2 separate regions of the Ovis aries genome follow, and region 1 is linked to region 2. The links are chromatin contacts, called in public Hi-C maps. All regions are on one chromosome and are shown on one strand. The core of a region is the stretch at or near the end of the contact, and the rest is flanking DNA. Distances in the headings are between cores, read along the strand shown. Region 1 holds the start of TNFRSF21 (TNF receptor superfamily member 21). Region 2 has its middle 34 kb from the start of ADGRF5.

Region 1 (4,568 bases), core at 1,422-3,921, 260 kb before region 2:
AGTGGGAATGAAATTGGATGTAGGAAGTAAAGGCTCCATGTGCCTTATCTGTCTATGTCTACTCAACTTGCAGCCATGGGGAGGCTTGAACCATAATCAGAGATGAGAATGAATGGTTTTATTAGGCCTTTGCACTTCACATTGAGAGTAACGAGGATTATTTGTTGGGTTTTTGGTGAGAGAAGGACATAATCAGATTTAGGTGCTACAATGTTCATTATCCTTAGGATGTTAAGAACAGTTTCTTTTGCAGGACTGAGAGGTCCAGGCAAAACACGAGACAAAAATCATGAAGTCTGTGTAATCGTCTGGGCAGGAGTAGAAAGACTATAGAGGAGGAGGTGCTGCCGCTGCTGCTGCTAAGTCGCTTCAGTCGTGTCCGACTCTGTGCAACCCCATAGGCGGCAGCCCACCAGGCTCCTCTGTCCCCGGGATTCTCCAGGCAAGAATACTGGAGAGGAAGCAAGGAGGAAAAAACTGTCAGAGACAAAATTAAACTACAGTTAATTTGGAGGGAAATAGCAGGTCTTCATGACCTTGAATGAGAGGGATGATGGACAATTAAGGTCTAGCCAGGGAGAATACTTCCCAGAAGACATGAATGGCCATTCTGCTTGGCCAGAAATTCGGTCATACATAGGTGCACTGGAGACTGGGAAAAGTAGTCTTATAGTCTGGATAGTTGCTCTGAGGCACATGGAAGCTTCCTGGACCAGGGATCAAATCTTCATCTTCTGCACTGGCAGGTGGATTCTTAACAAACACACCAGGGAAGTTCCCAAACGTCTTTTAAACAAGACTTTTTTTTTCCCTTGTCAGGCAGCTTGTGGGATCTTATTTCCCCTACCAGGCATCGAACCCAAGCCCCTGCATAATAGTGCTGAGTCCTAACCACTGGACAACCAGGGAATTCCATAAACAAGACTTATGATGGTACTGATTAGTCATTTTGAAGTTTTGAAGAAATAAATGAAGCTGTTATCTATGGAGATACAATGCATCTCCCTCTTTCTGGAACTAGATTGAGAAATTCAAGTGCAACCATAATCCTCTCCCCCAAATTCCATATTTAGTAGTAATGTTTCCTAGAACTTTGATTTTCACCAGACGGTACACATTAGCTCTAATATTTATGGACAATCATTTTCTTTACTGGCAGATGTTTGAAAGAACAGATTGGAATTAATCCTCAGATTAATTTTTAGCATCTTTCAAGTCTGCATAGTACAAAGGCCAAAGCACAATATTTAATAAGAAAACAAATAGTTGGCACCTTTCCCTTGTAGGTTACCTTCAGAGGTACTGTATTGATTCTTGAAGCAGATAATCGAGAAACTATATTATCTTTAAGTAGAAGGGGTCACAGAAGCTAGGAGAGGTCCAGCACCATAGAGTTCACAAATGAGTGGTGTGAACCAGATGGTCAAAGAGGCAGTTTCAGTATAGTGTGCCCTGTGCTGGCAGAGACTCAATGGTAAAGAATCTGCTTGTAAACGCAGGAGACGCAGGAGGTGCGGGTTCGATCCCTAGGTGGGGAAGATCCCCTGGAGAAGGACGTGGCAACTCACTCCAGTATCCTTGCCTGGAAAATTCCATGGACAGGGGAGCCTGGCCAGCTGTAGTGCACAGGGCTGAAAAGAGTCAGACATGATTGAGCAATTGAGCACACACATGCTGTCAGAACCTAGACGATGGACACTGTACCAGAAATGGTGGTGCTGCCAGGAGACTCTGCCTCCCCCCAGGTGAGACAACAAGAGGGTTGTCAGGTCCTCACTCACATTCAGAAATGCAGGCGGTGCCAACTATGCCCAGGAATGCTCTGTGCTCTTACTTCCGAGGCACTATGTTACCTCCCTTTCTACCCACCCACCTCCCACAAAGGCATTTGGAACCCAACTCAAAAATGTTTAATATGTTTTTGGAGGGAGAGTGTTTCTTATCTCTGTGATAAATTGATTCAGAGCTCTGGATCTTTTATTTAGGAAAATGCACCTGCCCACATATTTCAGGGGTTTCCAAGCCCTCTGGAAGAGCATCTATGGATCCAACTTCCGTGGACTCCAGGTTTGGAATTCTTTAGTCTGGACTTCCTTAATTGCATTTATTAACCCAGAGGATTTCAAATTTTGTTCCAAAATCTCCCCAAATCACCTGGAGAAGTGAAAAAAAACATCCAAACACCCAGACCACATTCTATTCCGATTCAAGCAGAATCTCTAGGGTGGGAGCAGGCATCAAAGTTTGTTTTAAACATTCCAGGTGATTCTAAAGTGCAGCTAAGTTTGGGAACCAACTCACTGGTCTCTTTATGGCACACCGTTGATCTAAATGCTTTTTGCTTTTTCTCTGATCTTACTCATCGAGCCAGAAACAATAGAAAGGCGTCTGTCACAGAAAATAACTTACTGAGAATCATCTTAGTAAAGAGGGAAATTTGGGTCAAGGGAGTGCATACCTTCAGAGCGTTTTCCTTGGATCAGAAAGCAGCTGCAAGTTCTTCAGCGAACGGCAGGGGGCATCCTGCACCTCCTTGCTTGCTCTGGACCGCCTTCTCAGTTCTGCTCGCACAAAGAGCCCGGCCTCCTTCGCGATGACATCACAAAGGGCCGATTCCCCGCCCCTTCGGCGCCACCACGTGTTTCCCTGCGCTCGGCGGCCACAAGACTCAGTCCCTCGCCGGCCGGTCAGGGCAGCGGAGGACGGTGGTTGGCAGCGGCCGGAGGCTTCGCTATGGGAAGTTGTTCCTTCGTTCTCTCGCGCCCAGCCCTCCTCCCTTGTTCTCCGCAGCCGCTGTCGGAGGAGAGCACAGGGAGGTGCGGGTTGCAGCAGCGGCTGCTTCTCCCCGTCCGGACAGCCGCGCAGCTGGGCAGGTGCTAAGCGCCCCCGGAGCTTCGCTCGCCGCCTCCCTCCTGTGTCCGGCCGTCCGGCTGCCGCAGTGCACATGGGGTGTTGGAGGTAGATGGGCTCCCGGCTCGGGAGGCGGCGGTGGATGCGGCGCTGGGCAGAAGCAGCCGCCGATTCAAGCTGCCGGGGGGCCACGCGCCCCGGGCGCCCTGCGAGCCCCGGGCTCAGCCATGGGGACCTTCACGAGCAGCAGCACCGCCCCGGCCTCCTGCAGCCGCATCGCCGGAGCCACGATGATCGCGGGCTCCCTTCTCCTGGTGAGCGCTCCGGGTGGGGTAGACGGGAGTCGCGGGCGGCGGCGGCGCTGGAGCCGAGGACGCCGCGCTCGGGGAGCGGGGCGGGTCGCGGGGCCGGGGCCGGCGCGGGTGCTGGGTGCAGAGGGGGCAGGTTGCGAGCGAGGGCAGGCAACAGACCCGAGGGCTTGGATCGGGTCATTTTGAGGGAGCCGCAGAGCTCAGCCCGACTCCGGAATGAAGGCGAATTGTTTTCCTTGCAGTCTGGCTGCACCGGGAGAGGCGCTGGAGATGGCCACTCGGCTTCCTGCGCATTTCAGGGTTTCTTCACCTCCTCCGCCCCTCCGGGGCCCCCACCCCCCCTCGGCGCACCCGCAGGGCCCCCAGCCGCTAGCCCCTCCGCGGGGTGTGGGCCCGGGGAGCCGAGGCTGGCGGCGGCCGCCGCTTTGTTGCAGCTGCAGTGTCATGCCGGGATGCTGCTGCGGTGGGAGAGCGCGGGACCCGGGCGCGCCGGCCCCCCGGAACGCCGGGTGCCTCGGCGCCTCCCTTAGGAGCGGGCGCCTGCTCCCCTTCCCCCTTCTCTCCGCCTTGACTGGGTGGGTCCCGGTTTCGGCACGCCCAAAAAGGAGCCCCGAGACCCACTCTCAGGCGCCCCCAAAGCGCCGGCTCCCAGCCAGGCGGCCAGCGCGCTGACACTTGAGTGGGGGAAGGGGAGAGCCCACCATAAAGGAAGCTGAATTTCCCCCCGTTTTTCCCCATCCCTCGCTTACCTGTGGCCGGGCAGGTGAGCATGGAGGGTGGAGCAGCTTCCTTCTTCTGCACCCGGTCTGCATTCAGCTCCAGGGCGTGCCCTGTAGCTAGTTCTCTCCATCATTTATCTTGCCAAAGCCTGAAAGCACCTTCGACCCAAAACTTGTCCCCAACTTCCCCACATCCCGTCCCCGCCTTTCCAAATATTGGCGGGGGGATGGGATGAATTAGGTGGAAGAAGAAAATTGATTTGAGATCAAACCCACGAGCCACCATAAGCTTCCGTGCTTATCTTTCTGTGTCTGCCGGGTGGATGGAGATTCTTAGCTAAAAACCGAACAAAAACAAAAAAACAAGAGCCTATTTTCATGGCAAGGCCGTGTCAAGGAGAGGCAGGCTTGCTGTCTCCTTCCCGAAAAGGGCTTAATGCCTGGCCAACCAAGATCTCTTAGATCCCAGGGCACTGCAGTTGCTATGGCTTGGGAATTCATCCTACAGACACTCTGGTTCCCTGTGCGAGGGTGTGTTTTAAAGGGGAAGAGAGACACTAAAGAAAAGTTTGGTGCTGTTCGGATTTATAATGAGGCAGGTCCCAGACTCCCTTCAAAGACCCTTTTCTGCCCATTCTATAGCAGTGGCAAAGTCAAGATTTGTGTCCTTGACACGAGGGTGTTGGGT
Region 2 (4,702 bases), core at 1,821-4,320:
ATGGAGGAGCATGGTAGGCTACAGTCCATGGGGTCGCAAAGAGTCGGACAAGACCGAGCGACTTCACTTGGTCTTGGAGAAAGCCAAGGGGCAATCTGATTTTATCCTGCAAAATTTCTCAAAAGACTCAAGACTTGGCAGCATCAATTTCCTTAAGAAGTGAAGTGAGTCTGGGCCTAAACCATACATGTAGTTCAAAGTCAACTTAGGAAACAGACTCTCAGATGCCTCCTTCACCCCAAGTAGTCAAGTAATCACCTCTTTCTCCATCCTAGCTATAGACTATATGGGGATATTGAGATAGGAGGTAGATGCCCCCCCCCCCCCCCCCATAAAACAACTGGACATTCGTCTCCTATGGACTGAAACTCCAAGGCGAAAATAGTAGGACAATTAAGGGGGGAGGCTGGGCCCTAGACAGACCATGTATTTCTCATTCCCAAAGGCAGGAGACCTCCCTGATCACATGTGCACAGAAAGGCTCCTTGGAGGTCAAAGGGGAAGTAATGTCAAGGGATGCTCTACCCATACGGCTTTGTGGTAGAATCTATCCTGGCTAAGAGATGTGTGCCCACTAAATGACAGCTCACTAGGCTGTCTAGGAAAGCCCCCAATATTAAATGCAGAAACAGACAAACAGAAAGACTATAGAAAGAGTCAGTATGGTGTCACTTAGAATCCAGTTTATGGACTTGACTAGAAGATGAAGGAGAAAACTAAGAAAGGCAACTTGGGAGAAAAAACACAACTAGGAAGAGAGGAAGGGGAGGGATCAATACTACCCTCCAACAGAACATTGCCTTTATGAGTAGGATGCCATAAGAAGGAATATTGGGGCCACAGAAAGAATCTTTGGAACTAAAGATAGAATAATATAACTACTGATATATTTCAATTGAGGTGATGGAAGATAAAGTTGAGGCAATGACTTGGGAAGTAGAAATAAAAGAAAAAGAAGCAAAATGAAAGAGAAAAAAATTAGAGGACTAGACCCAAAGTTTCACCATTTGAATAACTGGATTTTCAGAAAGAAAGTGTAGAGGAACAAAAGGAAGGGTATGATTACAGAAGCTAATAGAAAACAGCTTTTTTCACTTAGGGACATGACTTTCTCTACTGGAATGGCTGAATGAATGCCCAGCATGATAAATGAAAATAGACCAAATAAATTCAGAAAGAGGCAATAAACCCAGAAAGAGGAAGACTTAGAATTCAAGATTCAGTAGAAGAGAGAGAGAAGGAAACTCCAGGGTTGCAGTAAAGAGAGCTGCTAGCCAGACAACAGCTGGGGGGACAGGTCCAAGCTGGATCTTCAGGGGAAATTGCTCAACAAGGTGAAAATGGTAGGAGACCTGATATACTTGAGTGGTTATTTAGAAGAGACTTACATATCGTGAGATGGGTTGGGGATGGATTTTTCATAAGAACACAGAAATCCAAGCAACTGAAAAAAGTCACATCTAAGAGAGATAAAATATTGTGCATAAAAGGAAAAACAATTAAACATACTACCTGCCTCAGCTATAAATAGAGCACGCAGAGTGCCAGTAAAGTGAAATGATTTTGCTATAACCCAAATGATAACAATATCCCAGGAAGGTGGAGAATAGGAGGTATATTTGGGAGGATGGGTAAAGAGATCTAAATTTTAATTGTTTGTTTCTGGAAATCAATAAAACTGAGAAATCAAGGAGTAACAATGCAAGCACGTTATTTAGAAACACAGAAATAAATATCAAAAGAATCAAGTAAATGAGTTAAAAGAGCTGATTTCAGGGACTTCTCTGGTAATTCAGTGGTTAGGAATCCGTCTGCCAATTCAGGAGACGTGAGTTCAATCCTTGGTCCGGGAAGATTCCACATGCTGTGAGGCAACTAGACCCATGCGCCACAACTACTGAACTACTGAGGCCCACACACTCTTGAGCCTGTGCCCCGTAACAAGAGAAGCCACCACGGTGCCAGCCTGTGCACCGCAACTAGAGAGCATCCCCCGCTCGGCACAGCTGGATGAGCCCGAGCACAGCAACAGAGACCCAGCATAGCAAAGATGAATAATTAACTTAGAAAAGAGTTGATCTCCGAGAATCAGGAAATTATAGAGTTATTTGACTCTTGAAACCATATCGTGTGACTTAGGTTAAATGCAAGTGTGTGTGTGTGTGTGTGTGTGTGTGTGTGTGTGTGTGTGTGTGTGATTAGAGATAGCTTGGTGACTTCTGAAGTTAGAAGTCACCTTGATTGACTTGCTTGGCCACAAGCTTATGTAGCTTTGGTCACCTGCTTCAGGTCTTGGAGACGCCTATGAGAGCCTCAATCTGTCCAGCAGGTCACTTGGTATACCAGCGTATGGTTCAAGGGAGGTTCTGGGCTAGAAATGCACTCTTAGAGTCCTCAGCTTAGAGATGACGGTTAAAGCCATGGGACCAGAGATCAGGTATGGGGAAAGAAGTGACGAGGTCCAGGCATTGAGCTCTGAAGGTGCCCCATCATTTAGAAGTAAGGAGAGGAAGAGGATTCAGTAAAGAGGAAGGAGAAGGGTAGCCTGTGAAGTAGGAGGGAAACCGAAAGAATGAGATCCAAAAGCAAAGAAAAGCATTTCAAGAGGATTTCGAGGAAGCAACTGGGTTAACTACTGCTCAGAGTCAAGAAAGAGGAAGAGCCTGACTTGCCTATTCCAGTTTGAATATGAAGATTACTAATACACAAATATAATGAGCTTCGAGTAAGAAATTTCACTAGAGGAAATTTTCACATTGAATACAGAGAATGGAATTGTGTTTAGATGTTGCCATGCCTCATGTTGGATAAGCTCTTTACAGATCTGCAACTAGTTATTTTAGAAAGATGAATTTTCCCCCCTGTTTTTCTGGTGCTTCCAAACAAATGAAGGGGCTGAAGGATGGTCATTTTGTTGAATCTTTCTAGATCTCAGCCAGGTATAGATTTTCAAAAGCCCCAAATCTATTTCTTTCTGTTCTTATGGGGAAAGACAATTTGCCTTTTGTTAAGAAGACAGCAGAGCTGTGCTGTACTTACCTTTATTAAACTTCAGGGGGCGGGCTCTGACCAAGAAATAAGCTCTGGACGAATTGCTCAATGCTTAAATACACCCGAGAGCCAGCCTGGAATCTGGGGAGATGAAAGGCATTTTAATCCAACTACTCTAATTAGGAACAATTTACAGTGTTGCTGCTGTGTTTTGTCTAGTAAAAGAGATTAGGGAACTAAGAGCATAATAGCTCTGTTTGGGATTGGGAAACAAAACCTCTGTTTCCTGGATTTATGCCCAAGGGTGCTGGCAAAGAGTTAGAAGTTGCTTTTAAGCAAAAGGAGAAATTAGCCATGGTTGGCAGGTGATTTTCACTTGCTAGAAAACCAGTGTTTTATTTAAATGTGAGTTGTCTCAAAGGATGTACATTGGGTAACTTAGGAAAAGGAGCAGTCCTTACGCTCGGTCAGTCGACTCTTCGCAACACCACGGACTGTAGCCCACCAGGCTCCTCTGTCCATGCGATTTTCCAGGCAAGAGTACTGGAGTGGGCTGCCATTTCCTACTCCAGGGGATCGTCCCGACCCAGGGATTGAACCCGCATATTCTGTGTCTCCTGTATTAGCAGGCGGATTCTTTGCCACTGAGCCACTGGGGAAGCACTAACTTAGGAATATGCAGAGTTAATTCAAATACGTGGTGCCAAATGGAGTGTGAATATTCCTAGACTTTCACATTCATTGTTTACTTTGGGAGAAAACGGTCTGGCAGATTTTCTGCAGTCTTGTCACACGTGAACTTCCATGGACAAGTTACCCCAGCTCTTCACAGATTCCATTTTGTACCCAAGGTCATAGGAGTAGAGGAAACAAAACAAAAACATAAAACAGTGACTTCATTCAGAGCAAAGATTTGCTAAGTCCTCAAAGATGTATCCGGAAAGATCAAGGCTGCTTACAATTTGCTCCTCAGCCCTGCACTAGCTGCCAGGGCTTGCCTTTGTGTCCCCTAGTCCAAGCTCCTGCTGCTCACCCCACGACAGGCCAATAAATCCAGAGATGAAGTGTTGGGGTAAGCAATGGGGACTTTATTTGGAAAGTCAGCAGATGAAGATGGTGGACTAGTGTTCCAAAACACCATCTTGCCCAGATTTGGATGCTAGTTTAAGGAGCCAAGACAAGAACATGAAGATGTCAAGTGAAAAAGGGTGTGTGTGTGTGTGTGCTAGTCCATCAGTCGTGTCTGACTCTTTGTGACCCCGTGGATTGTAGCCCATCAGGTTCCTCTGTCCATGGGATTCTCCGGGCAAGAATACTGGAGTGGGTTGCCATTTCCTTCTCCAGGGGATCTTCCAATCCAGGGAATGAACCCAGGTCTCCTGCATTGCAGTCAGATGCTTTACTGTCTGAGCTACTAGGGAAACCCTAAAAAAAGTGGTACATTGTAAATATTTCTTGGTTCCAATCAGACTTCAAGAGATGTGTTCATTTCTTTTTTTCTACAACTATTTGTAAGTTGGCTAAGGGCTTCCCTGGTGGCTCAGATAGTAAAGAATCTGCCTGCAGTGCAGGAGACCTGCATTCAGTCCCTGGGTTGGAAGATCCCCTGGAGAAGGAAATCGCAATCCACTGCCGTATTCTTGCCTAGGAAATCCCATGACAGAGGAGCTGGCAGGCTACAGTCCCTGGGGTCTCAAAGAGTTGAACAGGA

The links. A called contact is a pair of places that touch in the nucleus more often than the background predicts.
Region 1: a Hi-C map of liver shows a contact between it and region 2, with 2.5 times the contacts expected there. The contact joins the promoter of TNFRSF21 here to the enhancer-like site in region 2. A contact is called at or near these places in 3 of 16 Hi-C or Micro-C datasets (liver, muscle and skin fibroblasts).

The regions. Positions count from the first base shown.
Region 1 is chr20:20,413,639-20,418,206 of ARS-UI_Ramb_v3.0, reverse strand. It overlaps TNFRSF21 (TNF receptor superfamily member 21), which reads left to right and starts at 2,671. Exons shown (of 6, transcript XM_012100789.5): 1 at 2,671-3,164. The coding sequence starts at 3,078.
Region 2 is chr20:20,154,824-20,159,525 of ARS-UI_Ramb_v3.0, reverse strand. No RefSeq gene overlaps it. Among named protein-coding and RNA genes, the nearest start is that of ADGRF5, 34 kb to the right of the region's middle. Within about 2 kb of position 3,070, at least 3 of the 54 cell types and tissues checked have an H3K27ac peak or open chromatin away from gene starts, as enhancers often do. A contact at or near this core is called in liver, where this site is marked.